Regions from separate parts of the Mus musculus genome. Here region 1 is linked to region 2. A link is a contact called in public HiChIP or PLAC-seq data. All regions are on one chromosome and are shown on one strand. The core of a region is the stretch at or near the end of the contact, and the rest is flanking DNA. Distances in the headings are between cores, read along the strand shown. Region 1 overlaps Atm (ataxia telangiectasia mutated). Region 2 holds the start of Poglut3 (protein O-glucosyltransferase 3).

Region 1 (6,535 bases), core at 2,779-5,278, 52 kb after region 2:
CTAGACAAGTAGTTATTAGTAGGCCATACCTAGAACTCAGGCCCTGCAGAGACCTATGTAGAGAAAGACAATGGTTAAAGTAGAACAGAGATGGGGCATTCAGTTTCTGTAAAACCACAATAAGGACATGTGCTCAAAGTGTGGACAAAAGGACTATAGAGCAAGATTTAGTGTGTGTGTGTGTGTGTGTGTGTGTGTGTGTGTGTGTGTGTGTGTATTTTAGTTGTTTGAACAGGGTTTCTCTATGTAGCCCTGTCTGTCCTAGAACATGCTTCCTAGCAGGCTGGCCCCTAACTCAGAGATCCATCTGCCCCTGCCTCTAAGTGCTGGGACTGAAGATATTCACCAGCACACCCAGCAGGGCATTGTTTTAACTATCTGTCATTTCTCTTTAGATGTCAAGCTTCAGCGAATACAGAAAAGCCTACAGAGCAACATCTATGGCGATGAGGCAAAGCAAGCAGAGGAGTCACTGTACGATGATTCTACTTACTATGAAAATGCTTATACAAAACAGTTCACTAGATTAACACCCGATTCCATGTTCGGCATGTAACCAGAAAGGATTCCCTTTTCTGAGCGATGGACCTACCTTCAAGCCCACTTTCCAGCGAAAGCCAAGAAACTACTTATTCTGACTACAATGACATGTGTACGTCTTACATGTCTTACTTACTCTTAGTTAAGGGATACTGAAGAAATACTGCCCTGGACAGTGTACAGTTCCTCCTGGTATTCTGATAAACTATAGTTGTTTGACAGTTATACTTAAAATAAAGATACTTTTTTTTGACATTAAGAACCTTCAAATACAGTTTTGCTTGTGGGGCAGTTGCTCAGTGCAGGGCTCACTCACTGGACACTCCATCTCCAAACGGCTCTCACTTACTTGTCTTACTGAAGTGTCCACTGATTTTTTTTTTCCTTTTTAATTCTGCACAGGTAACAATTTACACATTTATGGAGAATGGTGTATTTCACAGTATTTATACAACATGTACCGACGGAGTCAGGGTGGCCGATGTCTGTCCACTTGGTTTAGTTTGGCACCTTTGGGTGTGTAGTGCCACAGTGCATGTAGAGTGCACGGACGTCTTTGGAGATACACTAAGAAGTGACACTGCTGAGCCACACAGCAGATTCACTTTCCCCTCATATCAATCAACACACACATTTTGTTTGGTTTTTGATAATGTGCATTGTTTATAGCATGACAGCATCTTGTGGTTTTGATGGCTTAACATTTTTTAAAGTTTTTTTTTAATGTGTTCTTGATATTGACTCTGTAGATTAATAGATGGCAAGTATCTTTACCTAAAACCTGTAAGCTCTCTCTTATTCTTATAGTTTTGTTGCTCCGCGTGAGCATTTCAGTTGGTATGATTCCCAACCTGCCACTTTTGTGTTTTCTGTGCATTAAGGGTGCGTCAAGAAAGTCTTTACTCCCACTAGCATCTTGCATTTCCTGTGTTCCTGTAATAGTTCTGTCTTAAGACCTCTAGGTCTTGACACATTTGAGTTGATTTTGGTATAGGGTGTGACACAGGGAATCAACTTTTAATCTTCTGCATTAAGATATAGTTTATCAGCACCAATGGAAATAAGGAAACGGTGCCTAGGTAAACATTTTTTTTCCGAACATCAGTGTAGAATTAGCTTAGTGAGGTATATAGCTTTATCTCTGGGGCCATAAAATTTTCATTATTGTAACTCAAGCATGTCTCGCAATCCTTTCAAGTGTTTTGTTGTTAGCTACTGGCAAGTTGGTTTTCTATATGAATTTTGTGATTTTATAGTTCTCTTAAAGGATGTTCCTCAGATTTTTAAAAGGATTGGTCAGTCTACAAACTTCTTTGTCTGGTATGGGAAGTCTTTCCATCTTGGGATTTCTCCAGTGACTTTGATCAGCGCTTTGTAATTTCCACAGTAGAGGTCTTTCTGAACCTCAGCTGAATTTACTCCAAGGTATTTTACTTGTAACTGCTGTGAATGGATTTGCCTTTACAGCTGCCTTTACGAAGTTTTGTTAGAAGCAGGATAAAACTGAGCCTGCATGTAGTCATTTTTGGCTTGACCTATCTGGACCTAAGATCTCACTGCAAACTTGTGAGCTCTAAAATAAGAAGCTTAAGAACAAAGCAAGACATCCCTGTCCTCAGCAAGGAAGACTTGTGCTTACCATAAAGGGACAGACACGTCCTAATGCAGGTAACAGCGACTTAAATATTTCTCACCAATACAGCATCCTCTTCTAGAAAAAGAAATATATGCATGCATGCATGCATGCATGTATATATGTATGTGTATATATTTGAATACTATTTGTTCATAAAAAGAATAAAATCATGCCGCCCATCATCTGTGGCAAATGGATCTGAAGGGCATCATGTTAAGCAAAATAAAAGCCAGACATAGCAAAGTTATTATTTCATGCTGTCTGTCACATGGAAGCAAAAGACCTGAGAGTACAAAAGCTACTGTCAGTTATGAAAGAAGGCATGAGGTTGCAGGGAGGACACCTCCCGCAGGGGAACAGAGGGCAGACATGATCAGTAAGTTTACATATATGCACATGCCTTAATATATATCAATATATTACATATATCAATATGCCTTAATAATTAGAATAAAAAGAAAATTAAGCTCTGAGTGATATTGCATTGGGTTAGCTATAGAAAACAACATTCTGTATATTTCCAAAAGCCCGATAAAAAGGGCTGTGGAGAGTCTTACCATAAACAAACTATATACACTTGGGGCTGGAGAAACGGCATAGTGGTTAAAAGTGCTGACTGCTCTTCCAGAAGACCAAGGTTCGATTCCCAGCACTGACATGATGGCTCACTACTATCTAACTCCATTTCTAGGGAATCTAATCCCACCTTCTGGCATGCAAGTGGTACACAGACATAAATGCAGGCAAGACACACATACACATCAAACACAACCTCAGAAAACCCTTGAGGAGAAATGCCCTGATTGGAACATTACACAACTTACACACTTCAATGTATTCCATTAATATGAGTACATTTTTAGGCTTTTAAAGCATTAAAAAGAAAAAGAAAAAAACTCTCACAAAGCATACAATATCTCATTTCATATGCTTATTAGGAAGAAAGTCGAATCATCTCTTTTCTTGAATTACTGGGATTGATGGTATATACTGTCAATCTCAAGAAATTATACATTGTGGGAAATAAAAGGTTAACAACAACAAAACCAAAAGGACCAACCACTCCATTCTGGTTTTATACTTAAAAGTACTAGGGACAGAGTTTAAAGAGATGCCTATATCCCCGTGTGTATTAAGATGGCACACTATCGCTGGGACATTATATGAGGTAAATAAGTCGTAGGACTCCATTGGGTTCTATGGTGAGACGGTATCATGCCACGGACATAAAGCGGCACCGGGGTTCCATTTTATGAATTCAAAGAGCATAATCCATGCCCTCCCCTACCCCCCCCCTGCACTGGCCCACCTCCTAAAGATGTTGGAAGTGTATGGATGACTTAATCTTAGAAAACCTAACAGTGTGAGCAGGATAGTAACACACTCAGAAAAACGGTCATCTTCAGTAAGTACAGCAATGGCTCACTCACCACAGAACTTCACAGTATTCCAGGTATGAGAAGGAATTTCTTTAACAAAAAAAAAGTGACACAGATGCTTCACAAAACCCCTGCAGGAAAAGGGAACACACTGGCGCCTGAGCCCTAGCCATCAGCCACAGGACTTTCAAACATGACTGCTCTGTACTGCACCAAGCTGAGGATGCGGCCACGAGAGTAAAGGAGGACAAAGGAACAAAAGTAGCATAACATCTGGGAGGAAAAATGTTTACAGCATATAGGATCGCCTAAAACAGTGGTTCTCAACCTGTGAGTCGCAGCCCTTTCACAGGTCGCCTGAGACCACTGCAAACCACAGGTAATTTACATGGTGACTCCTAACAGTAGCAAGATCACAGTTCTGAAGCAGGAACAAAAGTAATGTTATGGTTGGGGTTCACCACCACATGAGGAACTGAGAACCACTGCTCCCAAAGAACCCATGCACGTTTCTAGAAAGAATAAGACTTTATCTCTGTCTACTGGATGAAACGTCAGTGGTGAGTAACACATTTCAAATACTAAGAAAAGTCTGAAGAGAGAGCTTATCAAAACTATGACGGTACCTAGGGAGAAATGTAATGTAAGTATGCATGACCCCCTCGGTAAGAACTGTAAGAATGGAACATTTCGGAAGGTCTAGGAATGAAGGGAAGTCCTCAGAGGAGCTCTAACCATCAGTGGAACAGTGATGACAAAAAGTGACTGGTGACAGAGCAGATTAGCAATAATAGCATGTAGCCAGGAGAGGAAGAGAAACACTGTGAAACACTCAGCCGTCGTCGTGACTACTCAAGAGAAGGAAACCACACCAAAAACCAAACCAAACCAAAAAACATGTAAAGAAACGTGTTGCGTCCCTAGTTGTTACAGCCGTTTTGTACCTAACAATAAAAGATTTTTTTTTTTTTTAGTTTAAAAATATATACAAGGCAAAAATCACCTGGTTTAGAACTTCTGCTTTTGAACAATACACTACTAACTACACACTCTTACTCCCACTATACATAAAACCACCCATCCTGTTAGAGCAAAGTTGGGGTTTTACTCCAAGGAATAATTTTCATTATATGAGATCTTTACCAATTCTGAACCCAACCTTTCTGGAAATGTTGACTACAGTGTATACAAAATTCATTTTGCTTAGAAGCTGCACAGAGGAACATGAAACCCTCAAAAGGAAGGAATTTATTTTAAAACATGATAAAAATAAAATACCACATTTAGGATATTAGGATCTTTAGTTTTTTAGATTTGAGAAAAGTCAACTAGATTATAAGTGAAAGAACAGTGTTCATTTGCCTTCCTGTTACAAGGTAATTAAGAAAATTGTCAGACTCACAGCCTGGAATGTAATGTCCTGGACTGCCTACTGATTCCACTGCAGCAGCCACCCGCCTCTTTCCTGGACTCTGAGCTCACTGTTGTCTCCCTAGGAACTAGCCCCATGCCTGGCACACACAATACTCAAGTATTTCATAAAATGGACATACGGTTGTATAGTCAGCATATACTTCCACAGTTCTTTATTTAAAACAAACTGATAATTCAGGAAACAGCATAACTGAAAAACATTTACTAGCACTAAACAAATCTACATAACATACATAATTTTACTAAGGTGCAACTAAAACATTTGATATGGCACATTTTCTATTTCATACTGACCTTCTACTTAAAAAGAAAGACAGTTATTATAAACCTTAAGGTGCTCTAAGTTCCTTTTTGCGTTTATTCCTTTTATCACATCTAAAGTTGAGATGGATTTCTAGGGACACACCCTTTTTTCCCTGTTTTAATTGAACGCTATGATGACCTTAGCCTTAGGACCTGACTGGGGACCATTTGAGGGGTACAGCAGCATAGGGCTGGAAGAGGAGTGCTGCCTCCTTTACTGCAGACAGACAGACATGCTGCCTCCTTCTTTTCTAGCAGCTTCTGTGAGGAACACATGTGCAATGTCTTCTGTCCTCAGGCAAGTAATTTTTCTCCAGATAATCTGTGGCACCGTCAGGAATATTACAAAGTTTTGTTGTAAGAATCAGAGGTGCTGCTGATAGACATGTCAGGTACTCAGCATAAAGAAAATACCTGATTCTTAGTAACCTATAAATCTAACTATCACTCATGGGCTCCTGGTAACAGCCCGTCTCACTCAAACCTGTCAGAAAGATTTTCTAACTCAGTCTTTTTCACCTTTCAAGTAGCAGCTTCTGGGTTTATCTGAAAAATTTTGACATAGATTTATCAAAGCCACTGAAGAAATCTGAATATATTCTGTTAACAGAATATTATTCAAGGGTGAAGAATGGATCAACTATTCCAACCTCTTCAGTGGATTAACTACAAAAACAAATTACAAATTCATTTAGCTAGACATCATTAGCTAATTTTCTTCCTCCATCCATGAAGACATCAACACTTGCTTACAGACATTCTAAGTTCATTACATCCGCCTGATTTACTGCAGTCAAGCAGATGCCAAATATCCATTTAACAATTCTTACAAAATACACAAGAAAGCTGAAATGCAGAACAGTTTCATAGCAGTTTACAGAAACCAAAAGAGTAGTTTGGCTTTGTATATACAATACAAATCACACACACACACACACACACACACACACACACACACACACACACACACACACACACACACGTGTGGTATTAGGCTTGCAAACAGCACAAGAGAAGCATTAAATGCCATCTCCCTTTACCCTGCCACCACAGTGAGACACAGGTCGAGCTTTCATTTTAAGGGGCATCAATTCAACATTATGCCCATTAGCATACAGATTAGAGAGAACAGGTCTACTGCGGCCTGAAAGACTCTGCTGCTCTCGGGAATCTACACTACTCCTGAGATCTAAAGCTCCGGAGCCAAGAAATGTCAGTAAAATCCCTGAGGGTGAAACAGAAG
Region 2 (6,421 bases), core at 2,923-5,422:
TAAAAATCAATTTCTTGCTTAATGGTGTGTGTTTGTACATACGCCTTTCCTCTTTTGCTATTTGATTATCTAAGTAAAACTCTCATATAGTATGACTTTTCGTGTGTAATTTTATTATATTCAGAAATATTTTAACATTAAGATCATTGCTGTTATTTTTTTCAGTGATCACCATGAGATACTATTTCAATAAATATTTTGAATCTACCAGAGTCTAGAAAAGGTTACAGGACATCAGCTTGCTTTTCAACAGGGAGAGGCTCTGAGTGAGGGAAGTCAGAGTAAGAAAGGACATATACGTTGGGGGCTCAGGCTCTCTGTGCTGGGATCTTCCATCCATATCGAAGGCTTCCCTTCAGTCATTGCTTGTCTGCACTATGTGTAAGGACTACCTGCTTGTCAGACTGAGGGATTGGGAAAACAGTAATTTCACAAAAATAAAATAGCATCTCTATTGTTTTATAGTCTTATGAAGCACTTCGTTGAAGAAGTATAGAGAACTTCAAGAATTTCTTTGTGTTGTATGTAATATATAAACTGCTGTTTTTTGATGCACATTTTGGGCATAGCTGTGGTAACTTCAATGATAGTCATTTTATATTATTCTTTTTCTAAAATATATAATCATTATTAAACTTTCTTGTAAATGGAGTAAAACACTAACTAATCAACACTAATAAGTGCCTAGAAAATTATTAGCTTGCTTAAATATTAGGATAACACAACTATATAACTTTGTTTAAAATTGAGTTTAATGAGATTATTTTACTCTGTAGATACTAACTTCTAAATAGTTTACTCTTACATCATGAATACAATGATCTTAACAAAACTCTAGTTGCTACTAACATGAATTTGGTTAAGGATAAGCTCAAAAGAGAAAATATTTTGTACAGGAAATAAAGATGAGTCATGAGGGTGCTAAAAGAAGCCTTCTGAGGTTGTGGAAAAGATGAGATTAAAATGGAAATTCATATCTCTGTAAAAACAAGTTCCCGTATTGAATGCTGTTATGTTCAAACAGGCCTCGTTGCTTGGAGTTCACTGTATAGTAGCTGTAGAATATCTATCTAGATGTACAGTATAAATATGTAAATATTTTACTTTGTAAGTTTGTAAAGGCTCCTTAAAGGCTCTTTGTGACTGATAATTCTATCCTGAAACAGTAAGCCACAATAAGCACTTGGTCAAAACTGTCAAGTACTCCTTTTATGTTTTCCCTCAGATCTGTTCCCAAAGTATGGAATATGGAATAGACTGTGAAATTTTAAAATAACACTTTTGTGGAAATAAAGAACTTAAACAGATGCACTGCATCCTTTGTTGGTTTTTTTCTGGGTTTGTGCTTCTGAAGACGGAACCCACATGCTAGGCAGCTCCACCACTAAGCCACAGCCTCAACCCCAAAATACTTTTAGGGTTGCTTTTATTTACTATCCTCAGATTATTTTTTGCTGTTTTGTGCTTTGCCTGTTTGTGCAGCACGTGCATGCCAGGTGTCCATAGAGGCCAGAAGAGGGCATCAGATCTTGAAGAACTGGAGGTACAGATGGCTGCTAACCATCGTATGGGATTGCTGGCAATGAAACCTGGGTCCTCTGCAAGAGCAGCCAGCACTCATGTGTGTGTGTGTGTGTGTGTGTGTGTGTGTGTGTGTGGTTTCTCAAGGCAGGCTTTCTCTGTGTAGCCCTGGCTGTCCTGGAACTCACTCTGTAGACCAGGCTGGCCTCGAATTCAGAAATTCGCCTGCCTCTGCCTCCCAAGTGCTGGGATTAAAGGCATGCGCCACCACGCCCGGCCCATCCAGCAGTCTTAACTACTAAACCATCTCTCCAGCCCTTTAAAAGATGATTTTTTTTTAAAGTATGAATTTTCCCAGGAAAATTACGAAGATACTGGGGGTGTGGGGGGGGGGTACGTACCTGGTCTTTCTGGCAACTATTGGGAGGGGTTTGTCAAATGGATGTCTTGCAATTCAAAACAAAAAGAGTGGCTTGCTTCTCTTTCATGTACACCCAAAGTAGCCAACCAGCTTGGAGACATCAGGGTGCCTAGACTGACATCACTTCCTGGATGTTCTCAGGTTTAGCAAAGAGGAGGCAGCTGGCTTGAATTGGGGGCCAGCTCATTCAGGAGCACCACAGACTGTTCTTTGTAGTTTAAGACAATCACTTAATGATCCTTCTAGTTACTGTCCATTGCTTGTCTGGTTGCAGTCTTAGGAGTCAGTTGCTTGACTCCCCCCCCCCCCTGCCCAATAGGTGTTATTTCAAGTGTTATATAATTTCTTTTTTTTTTTCTTTTTTTTTTTTTTTTTTTTTTTTTGGTTTTTCGAGACAGGGTTTCTCTGTATAGCCCTGGCTGTCCTGGAGCTCACTTTGTAGACCAGGCTGGCCTCGAACTCAGAAATCTGCTGGGATTAAAGGCGTGCGCCACCACGCCCGGCTTCTATTTCAAGTGTTATATAATTTCTTAGGCACTATCACCTAGAGCCAGATAACCCCCGACTCACTTCTCTGGGAAAAGGAAATTTAAGTTCAATTTTGGCAGGGTGTAGATAAAATGTGTTTACACAGGTTTTGTGTGTGGGTATTTATTGTGTGTGGTGGTATTTATTTATGTATAAATGCTAGCTGGAGCAGAGCAGAGTAGGCGTTCCATCAAAGCATGCAAACGACCCCAGGAAACAAGCCATTGGAAATCACACTAAGTTACACTACACTGCTGCCCTGCAATTTACAAGTGACTTATTCCCAGTTCCTAATGATGCGTCTAAAGAGCGCTGTCTATAACGTCCAGGGGCTAACCTGAGACCCCAGCGCTGTAGAGTGCATATGGGCATCTGCCGATTTCTTCCTGCTGGCCTCTATACTCGCCTATGATTGGTAATTGGGTTGGTGACCTGGGCCGGAGCTCAAAATGCTCAGGAGCCCAATTAAAGCCTGGGGCCTGGTTCTGATAAGCTCTGGGTTGAGATCTACCAGGAAGATCTCTGCCCATTCTGCAGGATGAATTCTTCCAGATTTCTCATCCTGGGAAGAATAATTAGTTCCTAAAACTCAGATAAAAAGAAAAAATAATTAGCAAGAGTGAACAAACGGGGGCTGTGGGGCTGTTCTTCCCGGCTCTTGATGCTCAGGAGTGGGGTGCCCAGGGCATAGTGGGCAGGGAAGGATAGGTGCCCAACTCTACTGAGACGCTTGCCCAGACCCTGCCTTCTGCTGCCCAAGTGCCCTACACAGGAAACACCGAAAGATAAGGGACTTCAGGGTAGTAGGCTGCCAATCACAAATATACGGAACAGGTGGGCCGGTGTGTGAACAAAGACTAGGGGAATTCCTCACAGGGAAGCTATTCCTCTTGTTCCACTGTGGCACTGGAAACCAAACCCTGATGTGCATTTATAATAAGCCATGTTTCCAACCCTTTTCTGTCTGGGTGTAGTGCACACCTTTGATCCCAATACCTGGGACACAGAGGCAGGTGGATGACAGTGAGTTAAAGATCAGCCAGTCTATATACATATATAGAGAGTTCCAAGGCAGTAGGAGATACATAGGGAAAACCCCAACTCAACCAGTTTTCTCCACAAGGCAAGGTGGCTTGGCTTACACACCTTTAATTTCCCTCTACTGGAGGAGGCTGGGGTGGAAGGATTGTCATCAGTTCAAAACCAGCCTGAGATACAGAGGGAGACTTCCTTCTCAAAAGGAGAAACAATAAAATATAGAAGAAGAAAAGGGGGAGGAGGAGGAGGAGGAGGAGGAGGAGGAGGAGGAGGAGGAGAAGGAGAAGGAGAAGGAGAAGGAGAAGGAGAAGGAGAAGGAGAAGGAGAAGGAGAAGGAGAAGGAGAAGGAGAAGGAGAAGGAGAAGGAGAAGGAGAAGGAGAAGGAGAAGGAGAAGGAGAAGGAGAAGAAGAAGAAGAAGAAGAAGAAGAAGAAGAAGAAGAAGAAGAAGAAGAAGAAGAAAAGAAGGAAGAACAAGAAAAGGAAGAACAAGAAGAAGAAAAAGAAAAGAGGTAACAATTTTAAAACAAGCACACCCTGCCTTTCTCCAGACTGGCAAACTCAGGCAACTAGTGTAGGGATGACTAGGAGCGTAAGGCCTGGGCGCGGTACACGAGCCAGTCGGGGTCCGGGCGCGCGCCCGGCCCGCCCGGGGCGGCTCTAGCCAGAGGCCCGCCCTCGGGTGTCCCCTCGGCCCGGCGCTCCAGCTCCTCCCTGGCCAGCGGAGCTGAGAGCCGGCGACCATGCAGGCCCTGCCGCTGGGGCTGCAGCTCGCCCTGCTGGTGGCGGCGGGGGCCGGGGCGCGCGTGAGCGCACCGCGGAGCCTGGCGTGGGGCCCTGGGTTGCAGGCCGCCGCCGTCCTGCCCGTGCGCTACTTCTTCCTGCAGTCGGTGGACTCGGACGGCCGGAACTTCACTAGCTCGCCGCCAGGTCAGCGCCCGTTGCCGTCCCCGCGCGTCCCTGTCCCCACACGTGGCCATCTCCCCACTGCGGGTGTCGTCTTCTCTCCCCTCCCATCGGCGTCCCTTCCCTCCTCCCTGACACCCACGGGGGCGGGAGGTGCCACTCAGGACCGTTGGGTGACTAACTCCAAAGGCTGGGCCACAGGTCCCGCCCGGTGACAGATGTAAGGGTAAGTAGAGTAAACGGCGCCTGTGGGGTCCCACGGAGCGCAGTGGTGCCATCACGTGATGCAGATGGCCCTTCCTGGCCTGCAGGGCGCGCCTTCCTCCCTCCCTCAGCAGCCCACTCTTCTTAGGCCCGCAGTGCAGACCACGCGAAGCAGGGAAACTTCCTAGAACCGGAGAAGGGAGGCGCTTGTCTTGAATCTCAGCAGGGCCCTCCTCCCACATCTGATTGCTTCTCTGGACTTGTCCAGCTGGTTTCAACTTGTTGCCAGTCAGGATTTGCTAATTTGTGTCTAAATGTAAGGCTGCTCCCATCTGGCGTCCTGTTTTGCCTGCAAAGAGGCAGAGAACTCCTTGGCGTCCTCCACCGAGCAAACGGGAATTTCACGTACTTAGAAGTCACGTGTATATGGTAATCCTGGAGTAAAAAAGAGGATGGCAATGTCTGCCTATCGAAAACTTAAGACTCTGCTGAGAAAATAGATAATAAGCAACCTGCCTATCAGGGCAAAGCACAGTTGCTGCAATTGGATTTCTGCAGCCTGGTGTAAACATTAAAGAACTGCCAATAGGTCCAAGGGAGTCTGGGAAGCTTCAGGAGTGCGGGTTTGGAGGCTGAGAGGGGTTTCTAGACTGGCTTGCAGCCGCGCAAAAGCAGAGAGCGCGAGGATCAAGTGTTGAGAACAGGAGTCTGTGGAACATGGTTCAGATTCAAACCGTGTTATGGTGTATCTGCAGTTCTGTAATAAATAAATGAACCCAGATAAGCACTCATGTGGTTACAGCAGGAGAGTAAGGATCCCCCCCCCCCATTTTAAAAATCTTTTTCCCCAAATAAAATGTTCTGCAAAGATTATTCGGATATGTGTGTGTTTGTATATGCCACTTGTGAGCTGGTGCCTATAGAGACCAGAAGAGAGCACTGGATCTGCTGTAACCATAGTTCTAGACACTTGTGAGCCACCTAATATAGTTGCTGAGAACATGAGTCCGCTGGAAGAATAGAAAGCACTCCTAACCACCACCGAGCCAGCTCTCTAGCCCCAATACATCATAATGTTTTTATAATGAGAAAAACATATCTTTTAGAAATTGCAGTGCGTGAGTGGATCCTGGTGTGTCCGTGGCAGGAAGTCAGACCTGTTTGGATGATTATGTAGTCCTAGGGTGTAACTCTTTGGTCTTATGGGATGCTCCATTTGGTAATGTAAGATCAGTGCTTTCCCTCTAGCTGCCGTGAGCATTGATAAACTTACTAAATGGTCATTGAAAGGAAAAGTATCGACTCAGGACCCCCAAGACCAAGTTCTCAGCACATAGGTACAGAGGGCAGGGAATAAGTGACAGACAGGAGATGGGGGTTGAGGAAGAAGGGGAAGGGAACAAACGAGAGGGGACAGGGTGTTTGTCCTGGAGTGGAACACAGGACTGTCTCTGGATAGAGAGGGGACAGACATGGCTCGGAGGCAAATGGCAGTTAGGTATAAGAGGGGCTAGAGAGATGGCTCAGCTGTTACAGGCTAGGCTCACAACCAAAAATATAAAGGTACAAGGGAAAACCTTGTGTTAGGATGAGGTGTTTAATTTTAATTGGGCAGATTAATTAGGTGAGCCAAAGGGGACTTTTGATTGTTGGACTTCAATACTTTGATAGCTGGACCTTGGTAGTCAGCTTCAGGAGGAGGAAGAAGTGGCCATTTGAGGGGATAGACCTTGGTGCGTAGCTTTAGGAAAGTAATCCAACTTTTTTTTTTTTTTTTTTTTTTTTAAGCAAAGCAGAGGCAATGG

What was found. HiChIP or PLAC-seq counts read pairs in DNA pulled down with a chosen protein or histone mark.
Region 1: a contact with region 2 is called in a BATF HiChIP or PLAC-seq map of CD8 T cells, with 13 read pairs. The contact joins the enhancer-like site here to the promoter of Poglut3 in region 2. A contact is called at or near these places in 3 of 39 promoter capture datasets (HPC-7-derived erythroid cells, hematopoietic stem and progenitor cells and macrophages), 1 of 15 datasets of contacts at CTCF or cohesin (CD8 T cells), 1 of 484 Hi-C or Micro-C datasets (uterus), 5 of 115 datasets of contacts at active chromatin or transcription factors (CD8 T cells, the SCID.adh cell line, effector CD8 T cells and 2 more) and 3 of 9 other capture datasets (adipose tissue, liver and pancreatic islet).

What each region holds. Positions count from the first base shown.
Region 1 is chr9:53,432,008-53,438,542 of GRCm38.p6, forward strand. It overlaps Atm (ataxia telangiectasia mutated), which reads right to left. Exons shown (of 63, transcript NM_007499.3): 63 at 5,115-6,535. 4930550C14Rik (RIKEN cDNA 4930550C14 gene) reads left to right here. Exons shown (of 9, transcript NM_001376944.1): 9 at 396-2,419. The coding sequence ends at 556. Among named protein-coding and RNA genes, the nearest start is that of 4930550C14Rik, 30 kb to the left of the region's middle. Within about 2 kb of position 4,029, at least 25 of the 459 cell types and tissues checked have an H3K27ac peak or open chromatin away from gene starts, as enhancers often do. A contact at or near this core is called in CD8 T cells, the SCID.adh cell line and memory CD8 T cells, where this site is marked.
Region 2 is chr9:53,379,851-53,386,271 of GRCm38.p6, forward strand. It overlaps Poglut3 (protein O-glucosyltransferase 3), which reads left to right and starts at 4,173. Exons shown (of 8, transcript NM_212445.2): 1 at 4,173-4,436. The coding sequence starts at 4,250. Exph5 (exophilin 5) reads left to right here. Exons shown (of 6, transcript NM_176846.3): 6 at 1-1,308.